Linked DNA regions of Zea mays: region 2 is linked to region 1. Evidence: chromatin contacts called from public Hi-C data. All regions are on one chromosome and are shown on one strand. The core of a region is the stretch at or near the end of the contact, and the rest is flanking DNA. Distances in the headings are between cores, read along the strand shown. Region 1 has its middle 41 kb from the start of LOC111590873. Region 2 holds the start of LOC100193150.

Evidence for each region. Hi-C and Micro-C count contacts between places; a contact is called where the count stands out from the background.
Region 2: a Hi-C map of leaf shows a contact between it and region 1, with 3 times the contacts expected there. The contact joins the promoter of LOC100193150 here to the enhancer-like site in region 1. A contact is called at or near these places in 5 of 25 Hi-C or Micro-C datasets (bundle sheath, ear, leaf and 1 more).

What each region holds. Positions count from the first base shown.
Region 1 is chr2:72,538,498-72,543,726 of Zm-B73-REFERENCE-NAM-5.0, reverse strand. It overlaps the pseudogene LOC103646573. Among protein-coding and RNA genes, the nearest start is that of LOC111590873, 41 kb to the left of the region's middle. Within about 2 kb of position 2,151, at least 9 of the 20 cell types and tissues checked have an H3K27ac peak or open chromatin away from gene starts, as enhancers often do. A contact at or near this core is called in leaf, where this site is marked.
Region 2 is chr2:72,644,666-72,650,053 of Zm-B73-REFERENCE-NAM-5.0, reverse strand. It overlaps LOC100193150, which reads left to right and starts at 1,825. Exons shown (of 13, transcript NM_001358650.1): 1 at 1,825-1,943; 2 at 2,077-2,182; 3 at 2,870-2,995; 4 at 3,084-3,199; 5 at 4,308-4,396; 6 at 4,615-4,660; 7 at 5,283-5,388. The coding sequence starts at 2,173.

The DNA of each region.
Region 1 (5,229 bases), core at 902-3,401:
ATGACAATTTTGAAAACCAAATCAAATAATCTCACCGTCCATGGGCTTGTCCTCCTGCGCTAGCATATGCTACCTGAGGGTCGATTGGCTGGCTCCTCCAATCGTACTCCTCCCCATGGCGTTGAACCATCTCCTGCCCATACGAAGCCTGGAGGCAAACAATATCAAATATAAGTGCATAACCCCTATGCCATTGCAAACAATATCAAAAACATAATAGAGTATCAAAAACTCACTAGACGGTCGGTGGCCGTCTGAGTGCATAACACATCAGGATTCTGAGGATCAGAACCCCTATGCCCTTGCATATACACCTCCACATCCGTGGGCGTACGACCGGATTTGACTTCCTGTACATAAAAGTTATATTGACACATTTCTATGTAATTCAAAGTTACGACAAACTGTGACTTACCATTCGCTTAGCCAAGCGCACATGACCATCACCGCCGTAGTTGTGGAACGACTCAGTTCCACGGTTTCCCCTGTTCCTTTCGGAAATGGCACGAAACTCAGGGGAAGCCCACCATCTGCACAATGCCCGATAACCATCTGATCGGGTGGCCATCCACGGCACCGACACCTACATGAAATTTTTTAAATAAAGCAAGCAAATACATGGCTTCGTGCGATATGAGAGGCAACAACCTGTTTACCTCTAGGTATTGCTCCTCCGTCAAGTAAATTGATGACCACTCGTCCTTTGTATTTGGCATCGGTCGATCATCAGCATTTGCTCTGTACCATGCCTTTATAGCCTGAATTCGTGCATAGTACATTGCATCTGCAACGACATCGTTCGCGTTATACTCAAACACGTAACGAGCGTTCATATCATATGATCCATCGTCCGGCAACTTGTACCGTTTCTGCAAAAACCATAGTGTTATCATAAAAGCAAACATATATGGAATAACTAAAATAGTATAAACAAGTCATACCCAGAATGCATCCCAAACTAGTGCCTGTGTGTTGCCAAACGTTCTACAGACACCATAGCGATAATGCTCCCAAGTGGTGGCGGGGACAGACTCGCCAGTAGGAAAAGTCACAAGACCAGGCCAGTGCAGACGAACAAGATTACCAAGAACCATGTTCACCTGCCTGTAGTGTCCTGTGCCTGTGAACGAGTCGTCGATCCAAGTCCTGCAAACAGAAATCAATGTAGAAATTAAAACATAACTTTCAATAACATTTAAGCAAATATATGTCACTCACTTTCCACTAGGCTTTATCAAAACCCGAGATTCGGGTGGAAGCTCTGGAGGTGGTCCAACAAAATACAGCTTCCTCGTTCTCTTAACTCGAGAAGTTCCAGACCCAGCTGCAGAATCTCCACCAGCCCCAGAATCCTAATACATTAATACAAGCATACAATTCTAATCAAATACATTAATATAAGCATACAATTCTAATCAAATACATTAATACAAGCATACAATTTTAATAAACAATATTGTTAATTAAGTATACTCACTTAGCGGGCGTGGGGAGCCGGCCGGCGACGGGCGCACGGGGCCGGCGGCCGGAGCACGGGGCGGAGCACGGGGCGGCGGCCGGAGCACGGGCCGGAGCACTGGGCGGCGGCGGCCGGAGCACGGGGCGCCCTATCTCCGGCGGCGGCCGTCGACGGCGGGCGGGGCGGCGACGGAGCTGTGTGGGCGCGCGGCGGCGACAGAGAAACGGACGCGCGCTGGTGAAAATGAAACGGCGCGCGGGTCGGATCCGCGTTAAAACGCCTTACCTCCGACGGCTCTGTACGAGGCCGTCGGAGATAACCACTATTTCCGAGCGCCGGTTGTGGCCGTCGGACATAACCTTATCTCCGACGGCCTCGTACAGAGCCGTCGGAGATAAGGAGGCTGTCGGATGTTTGTTAGTTTACTGTAGTGAATACCGCAGCTTCGGACGCTGCAGATCCCATACACCAGACAGCCGATCCTTGGTAGCATGTCACGAATTAAAAAAAAAGAAGAAGAGCTGCACGATTATTTATTTACAGCTGGCTGGCTGGATGTAGGCTGTATAGAGATTTTTTTTTCTTCCTTCTGCATTTGAGCTCTTTGTGCGGCACCGTTAATCCCGTTCCCGTCCAAATCAGCACCCTCCAGACAAGCTAGCCATATGCCCATATCCATACGACGCGACTCGCGAGAGATCAGAGAGTTGACACGTCGTCTCCTCGTAAACGGACACAGGCTACTGGTACGCCCAGCCTCATCACAATAATAACAACAAAAAGACGATGTCGCCAGAGGACCAACAGGAAATTACCACTATACTATCACTTTTATGTCACGATGTGTTTGGCTAGCTGTTTGATTTCCGACCACAGTCGTGATACATAGCATTTTCCTTCGGCAATCTCTCCATCTTAGGGCATGTACAGTGGTGTTTAATGTAGGGGCTCTTAAGGTGTTTTAGGGGGTTATTTGCAAAAAAATCTTAGAGCCGTCTCTCCGTGAAGAGACGCATCTGGCTCGTAAACCAAGTAACAACAGACGCCTCACTTCCCACTGTACGAATTTGTTGTCTGTTCTATCGATCTGATGCTATACAAATACATTTAATTCTGTATTTATTAATAGACTACGTTTATAGACACTCCATTGTACAATAGAGTCTCTTAGTTATCTCCTGTGCTTGGAGAACCGTTTTGGTGTCTCTCCACTGTACATGCCCTTACGCGTCATAATTTTTTTTGTTAAACTTTAACATAAGTGTATCTTCAATTTTTTTTTAAGAAAACGCGTCTCTTCAGTTTTCTTCACCATATTTTTGTGGCGCGTCATTAGTTTCTCTACAATTAGATGTAGTACACTACGATATCATCAACCGAATAGTCGCGAGTGACTGACATCCTCTTCGCTGCATGCCTTTCATAATTCTGCTGCCATGATAGGAGTCTTCTATCAATCGCGCTCTATCGCCATATATAAACACAAAGGTTTCTAATTTGCGAAATCGCAGTCTGGAGTAGCCTCCAACTGTTCGAATAATTCAGCATTATTTATTTATTTATTTAATATATCATTCATAATGCAGCTTCTCCAGCCAAGTGTATTGCGTGCTTCACGCGTACAGTACAAAACTACAGATGTACTGGTAAGTCTCGCCGCCCGACCCCGAGCTCCAGCAAGCATAAAGACAGCGAGAGAGAGAGGGAGGAATCTTTTGTGACGACGAACGCAGGGTGGTCGTTTCCATGGGGAAGCTCGCGGCGAGGCTGCGGGCCTTCTCCAGGAACCGATGGCTGGTGCTGGTGGCCGCAATGTGGGTGCAGTCCATGGCCGGCATCGGCTACCTCTTCGGCGCCATCTCGCCGGTGCTCAAGGCCCGCCTCGGGTACAACCAGCGGCAGCTGGCCGCGCTGGCCGTCGCCAAGAACGTCGGCGGCTACGTCGGCGTCGTCGCTGGCACGCTCTCCGCCGCGCTGCCGGCGTGGGCGATGCTGCTCATGGGCGCGGCGCAGAACCTCCTCGGCTACGGATGGCTCTGGCTCATCGTCACCGGACAGGCGCCGCCGCTGCCGCTCTGGATGGTGAGCGACGTCCTCTGCTTGCTTGCGTTGCGTTGCGTTGGCTCTTTTTCTGGTTGCATCCTCTGCTGCTTGTGTTTGTGTTGCGCTGGTTCTTTCTGGTTGTTCTTTGATAAAATCGGAATCTTTTAGTTGTTGGCAAAAATGGATTTTTGGGTTTTTTTAGATAATGTAAATGTCCGGCTTTGACCTCAAAACGAGAGGCTAGGACCAACACTTACAAAAAAACAGTAGTCACATGGACTACAACGCCAAGGAGGGACAAACCTCCGACACACAGTATAGACACTCACCAAAACATAGAAAATAAAAATTATAATGACAATCTATTTATGAATCTTCAGCCATAGTACGCGAAGATCCATGATTCCACACAAAATCAGGGAACCTTTAGACTTATTTGGGAGCAAGAGTGTTGGAGGGAATCGAGGGTTTAAAATATTCAAAATCAAATAGTAAGATCTTTTAGCCCTGCTCATCATCTCACCATTTCCGCATGCTCAAACGAACGGAGCAAGGCAAAGATACATAGAACTGATTCTTCGTTTGTTTCGTTATTATCCCTCAGATGTGCGTCCTTATATTCGTCGGGAACAACAGCGCCACGTACTTCAACACGGCGTCGCTGGTGACATGCGTCCAGAACTTCCCGGCGAGCAGGGGCCCGATGGTGGGCATCCTGAAGGGGTTCCTGGGCCTGACAAGCGCCATCCTGACGCAAGTCTACGCGGTGACGCGCGCGACAGACCAGGCCTCGCTCATCCTGATCATCGCCGTCGGCCCGTCGCTGGTCGCCGTTGCCGTGATGCTCGTCGTCCGGCCGGTCGGAGGCCACCTGCAGGCGCGTGCATCCGACAGGGTCAGCTTCGTGTTCGTCTACGCCGTGTGCCTGCTCCTCGCCTCGTACCTCGCCGGCGTCAAGCTGGTCCAAGACTTCCTGCAGCTGTCTGACGGCGTGGTCGTTTCTCTCACCGTGGTTCTGCTCGTCCTCCTTGTCTCGCCGGTTGCGGTCCCTGTGGCCTTGACGCTGACGCCGGAAGCCGAGTGTCCGATCCGGGAGGCCCTCCTGTCGTCGTCTGAACCACTGACGGGAGAGGGGAACGCTTCGCAAGAATCGCCTCCATGCGCATCTGAGAGCGGGGGCAGGCCGGCACCGTACCTGGGGGAGAACTTCACCATGATGGAGGCACTGGTGAAGGCTGACTTTTGGCTGATCTGGGTGTCGTTTTTGCTTGGGTCGGGATCAGGGCTGACGGTGATGGACAATCTGGGCCAGATGAGCCAGGCTCTTGGGTTCGAGGATGCGCATATCTTCGTGTCGTTGACGAGCATATGGAACTTCCTTGGTCGTATTGGAGGTGGCTACTTCTCTGAGATCATTGCCACGTATCGACCCTAAGCTATATATGCACATTACGATTTAATTATCAACACTTTTAGTCAACACAAAATTTCACAGTAAAGTTTTTTGTTTACATCAGTAGGCACATTATTTCGCTTCCATTCTGACGTTCGGGGCAGGATTTCTCTGATCATGCTATGATATTTGAATTTCAAACTATGGAGTTTGCTCAAGATGGCAAATAAGGGCTTGTTTGATAGAGTTATGCTGCTTGATTCTCTAACTTCGAGACCTGATTATTTAATAGAGTAATTCTAAATTATTTTCTAGTAGAAGTAAATCTATCTGA
Region 2 (5,388 bases), core at 576-3,075, 110 kb before region 1:
ATGGACCTCGACCAAAATCCTACATGTCTACATGAGCCACGCGCCCACGCCCTAGGCCCCGACCTAGGTGGCCTGTGATCTAAATCAGTCCCTGCATCCTACCTAGACACACGAAATGAGCATTAACTCCATTTTTTATCGTCACCAAATGAGATAGAAAGTATAAAGTAGAGTATGTATCATTATATTTTCTATCGCCCGACCAAAATCATGACACCATTACATCAACACCGAAGGTATCGAACCCATACGAAGTAGAAAACTCACTTGCATGGTCAACAAAACTGCATACTGTTTATCCAGTTTACCAAAATGTCTACAGAATATTTCTCATCTGTTATTTTAATATAAAAACGCTTTAAAGCACCACATTTTTATAGTTTGGAAAAAAATTTAAAACTCTACCTACCATGCCCATTAATAAAACCAACGGCTTTGAGAGCCCTGGGGTGCACTGTAGACATCACCAGGTAGATTCCCCAATCATCCCCGACACCTTGGACCGTGTCCCATCAATTTGGTACCACTTGCTCCTCCGTGTAATGCTCGAGCACGCGGCTTTGAGAGCGAGGCCATCTTCTCTCTTCAGCTGTCTGTCATCCTAAAAGCCAAGTTTGTAGTTCAGCAAAATCATTTGTTAGCGTGTGGTATTGAGAAATGTACTCGCGCTCATTCGTCAGGTTTGCACTGTAAACGTAGTTAACTTTGCCCTATTTCTGCCGAGTAGAGTTTGAGGCCTTCTCACACATAAATAATACTCCGTCTGTTTCAAAATAAAATTCGTTTTAGATATTTATTGAATTCACACAATACTTAATGTATGTGTTATATATATATATATTTATCTATTTAAATATAAATATAAAAATAAAAAACTAAATCGACTATTATTTTAGAACATATGGAGCACTCCATCCGTCCCAAAATAAAATTTGTTTTTAAAAAATTGATAGATTAATACAATACTTGATGTATGTGTTTTGTATATGTGTCTATCTTTATTATCATCAATTTGAATACAGACATAAAAACTAAGAGCTAAAACGACTATTATTTGGGAAAGAATGGAGTAAATGAATGCCTCTAATATGGTGATGAGAAGTCTTGCTTATGCTATAGCCAGCATATCATATTTTGTAGATATGGCCACGGTAGACACTATTTTGTACTATATATATTATACTCTACAAGTGTAATTTAAAATATAAGTTGAGATAAGTAAGGCTGGCTGTGGCTTTAGGATAGCTAGTGTATACATTGGATCTCAGGAAGGTGCTCAAGCATTCATCTACAACTACACTCGGTGTCGGTGTCACTGACTTCTAGACGGCAATTTTTACCTAACCCTCTGCGAAAAGAACAAGCACTTGCTTTCGCATTCAGATGGGGAGGAGTGACCAGTGATACTATGAATAATGGTTTCACTCGTCATCTCGACTCCCAGGTCAAGTCAAGCTATAAACAAAAACCAAAATGAGAAGGTAGAGCAGTTTAATAAGTCAGGATTGCACAAGTTGCTCGTTGCAGTATGAAAATCCCATGTGCACCTACACACTAATATCTTACTACAGTTGTTTATCCTCGCCAACAAACCCGTTCAGCTGCGCTTTTCGCTAATGAAATTCTGTGGATGGACGTGGACTAATAAACTCTAAGGGCTTGTTTGGGATCAAGGGTAATGGAGTGGATTGAGGGGGCTAGAATCCCCTACTACTTAATTTTAAATAGTGAGGGATTATAGCTCCCTCAATCCCCTCTATTACCCTTTGTTCCAAACAAGCCCTAAATCAGGGTACACAAGGGCCAGTCACTGTCTTGAATTGCAGAAGCAGCAGACTCAGGCACCAATATCTTCTCTCTCCCTCTCACCAATATGTTCTAAATCAGCAGAAGCAGCTGATCGATTTACTCACCAATATGTTCTCTCCCCCTCTCACCCTAGGGTATGCCCTGTCTGCCCTGCTGTATCCTCATCTGCGCTGCGGGAGCCAGTAAAGGGCACAGGAGGAGTTCTTGTGGCGTACTGCAGCTTCTCCTCGTCCTCCCTAACTCTTGTTTGTTAGCGGCTAATTTCAGAGCTTTTGTTGGCAACTGGGGGAACCATAGTGCGGGGGTTCCTCGCCCCCCTCTTTCCATGGGAGCTTAGAAGCTGTTGGATCTCTGCAAGTGACCATGAGCCAGAGTGAGTGTTTTTCTTGTGATTTCTCGTCGTTTATTTGGTGATTCTTGATTGCCGCGGCCAAGACATCATCTTTATTGTACTTCCTGGGGGTGGACCTAGGTAGGGCGATGAGAGCAGCGGTTCTTGTTTCTTGGCGGGGGCTCTTGATTGCTTCTGATGCTGCTAAGTGGATCCCACTACCCGATATAGGGAGAATAGAGAAAAGAAAACATCGGATTCTTTTGAGCGCTTGTGTTTCTTCAGTGATTGATGGAATAGGCAGGGCGTTTGTTAGATTCTTTTTGAGCTCATGCTCCACTCTGGCTCGAATTCGTCGTTGAGCTTTTGGTACAGCTGTAGCGGAATAACGGATGGGATGTTCGTACAAGCTCTTGGAAGCATAAATATGCCCTTTCCTACCGTATAAAGGTGCAAATCTTGGCAAGGTTCATGGCTTATGTTGGGGTTTCGACACTGCTGAGATCAGTACATTCCCTAGACGAGCTTGAAAACATCGGAATTTTTCTTTTTATAACTTTATACAATATACCTTTATATTGAGATGGGAATGATTTCTTTAACTAATCATATCCCATGATGAGGTTCATGTTAATGTTGAGAATTTATTGTGGTCCTATGGGGTTTAATAGAAAATTAAATACTGCCGCGCCTTATCGGCTTATCCTTTGGTACTCTGTCTGGCTGTAGGTTTTGACATCAACGTACTTCGTGAAGAAGCAAGGAGTAGGTGGTTAAAGCCTTCTGAAGTGTACTATATCTTGCAGAATCACGAGAGGTTCCCTATCACCCATGAGGCACCAAAGAAGCCACCCAGTAAAGCACATATATCCCTTAATTAGAGGAAATTATCTTACTTGTATAATTGTTCTTTTCTTTGACAACATATTTGATTGTTCTACAGGTGGTTCCCTATTCCTTTACAATCGTCGTGTCAATCGGTATTTCCGGAGAGATGGTCACACATGGCGGAGGAAGAAGGATGGAAGAACAGTTGGGGAGGCTCATGAACGACTGAAGGTTTATTTTAGAAGGCTCAGTATAGCAGCAAATCATTTCAGTTGTTTCCATATTTTTATCTGCGTCTTCTAGTTCAACAGTGGTTGTTAAGAATTTATGTTTCAATACTACAAAACTCGCTTTTTGGGCAAATCACCTTCTTGTCTACCATGACTTTTCCGCGGTGCAACATGTAAACTATCGACTTGGGACAAAGTTAAAACGACTTACTTGGTCAAACTATGTATTATGTCCATCTTAATTTCCATGATAGCCTGTCCCAGTGACCTTTACATATACCTATGATTTTACAAACAGCATTGCAAGCTTGACTATACCAAAAAACTGTTTCCATCTATGTTGTCTTATCATAATAGTCAATGAATGTGTTTTCATAGTGAAGACCAAAAATATAAATATTATATTCTGAGCATAGAAGGGCAGGCCTGGTGCAATGTTGAGAGCATTTTCGGTAAGTCAACGCCTCCGCAAATTCCGGGGGAAAGGCTTACCTCTATTTATCCCTTCCCCGGACCCTACATTCCCTAGACCCCACTCACGCGGGAGCCTCCGGCACTGGGTCTACACTTTTTATTATATTGTGAGCATGGGTGGCTAGGAGAACCTTTGGCAATTACTTTATGAAATTATGATGTACCTCCTATGTGACAGCCTGCAGCACAGTCATGACGCTCAGACTTTCATCTTTAATGGCACAAGTTTGAGTTTCATGGCTGCTACAGGTTGTCACAAATGAATGCATATTATGGCGCTCTGCTGGAGCAAAAGCGCTCTAGGAGCTTTTTTTGGTCGTTTGCTGGAATATAATACCCCTGGCACTTGGTAGGTTGATGGTTGCCTGATTGTTGACGGGACCTTTTTCTAGTTTTCTGTCTGTAGTGTGGTAGTGCGAGTGCGAGATCAGGTGTCACCAAATCAAGTCTGCAGTTTTTTTTGTCTGTCGATTAATATGATTTTTTCTTAGGAATTAAGAATTTTATAGGAATTTATAAAACTCAAATGAAAGTGGTACCTTTATCTCACTAGTTTGTTACAGATTATAAATTTTAGAAGTCGATAACTGATCAGCGTCCTCTGTCTCACATCTGACATTTTCTCATGACTGCAGGTTGGAAATGTTGATTCTTTGAGCTGCTATTACGCTCATGGGGAGCAAAATCCATGTTTCCAGAGACGGTGTTTCTGGATGTTGGAACCGTAAGATTATCTTGCCATTCAGTTAGCTCAAATCTGTGAAATTATGATTTATGACCCATGTAAGTTGTATGCGATAATTGTAGTCACAATTGTGCTGAATTACTGTGTAACTTGTTACTTAAGAATAAATTGAATTGTTTCTGAACATCTGTCTTTGAGAAACAAAAATAGTGGTTACAACATTCAACTTTATCGATTCACATTCTCTACTTTTGCAGTGCATATGAACACATTGTGCTGGTACAATACAGAGAGGTTGCTGAGGTATGTAATACTCCCTCCGTCCCAAAATAGTATTAATTTTAGCTCTTAATTTTTATGTCTATATTCAACCAGACGATGATGAATGTAGACACACATATATATAACATATACACCAAGTATTGTATGAATCTACTAAAAGGCTAAAACGAATTTTATTTTGGGACGGAGGGAGTATTAACATTGCCTTGTTATGTTTTTTTATGTAACACAGTGTGTTGTTTGACAAGATCACCGGCTCTCCAAATATATACTGACAGGACGACTCACATGACCTATTGAGTTATTAACACACATGCCACTTGCTATAATCTGATCATGCCTTTCATGTTTTATCCTTGGACAATTACAGCATTTTCTTGCTATTCCCAAAAATGTGAAAATTTCAAACTATGTTTTAAGTGAATTAGGTGGTCCCATTCCCTTATAATAAGAGATTATTTGGTTTTATTAAAAAAGGGCAGCCCTATGCATGTGCTCCCACTTGCGCGGGGTCCGGTGAAGGGTCAAGGGTTGGACCCATTTGGGTCTATATAGTATGCACCATTTCCCTGCATTTACAAGAGGTACATGAGCTCTTTCTGGAACTAATGATGTTTGTGCAATTGCTTCTTTCATCTCTCAGGGCAGATATTATTCATCACAACTATCAAATGGCCCCCCAGAACCTCTTTCATCCTTGGGATATCCAAATGCCATCTGTGGAAACCAATACCACAGATCCACTTCTG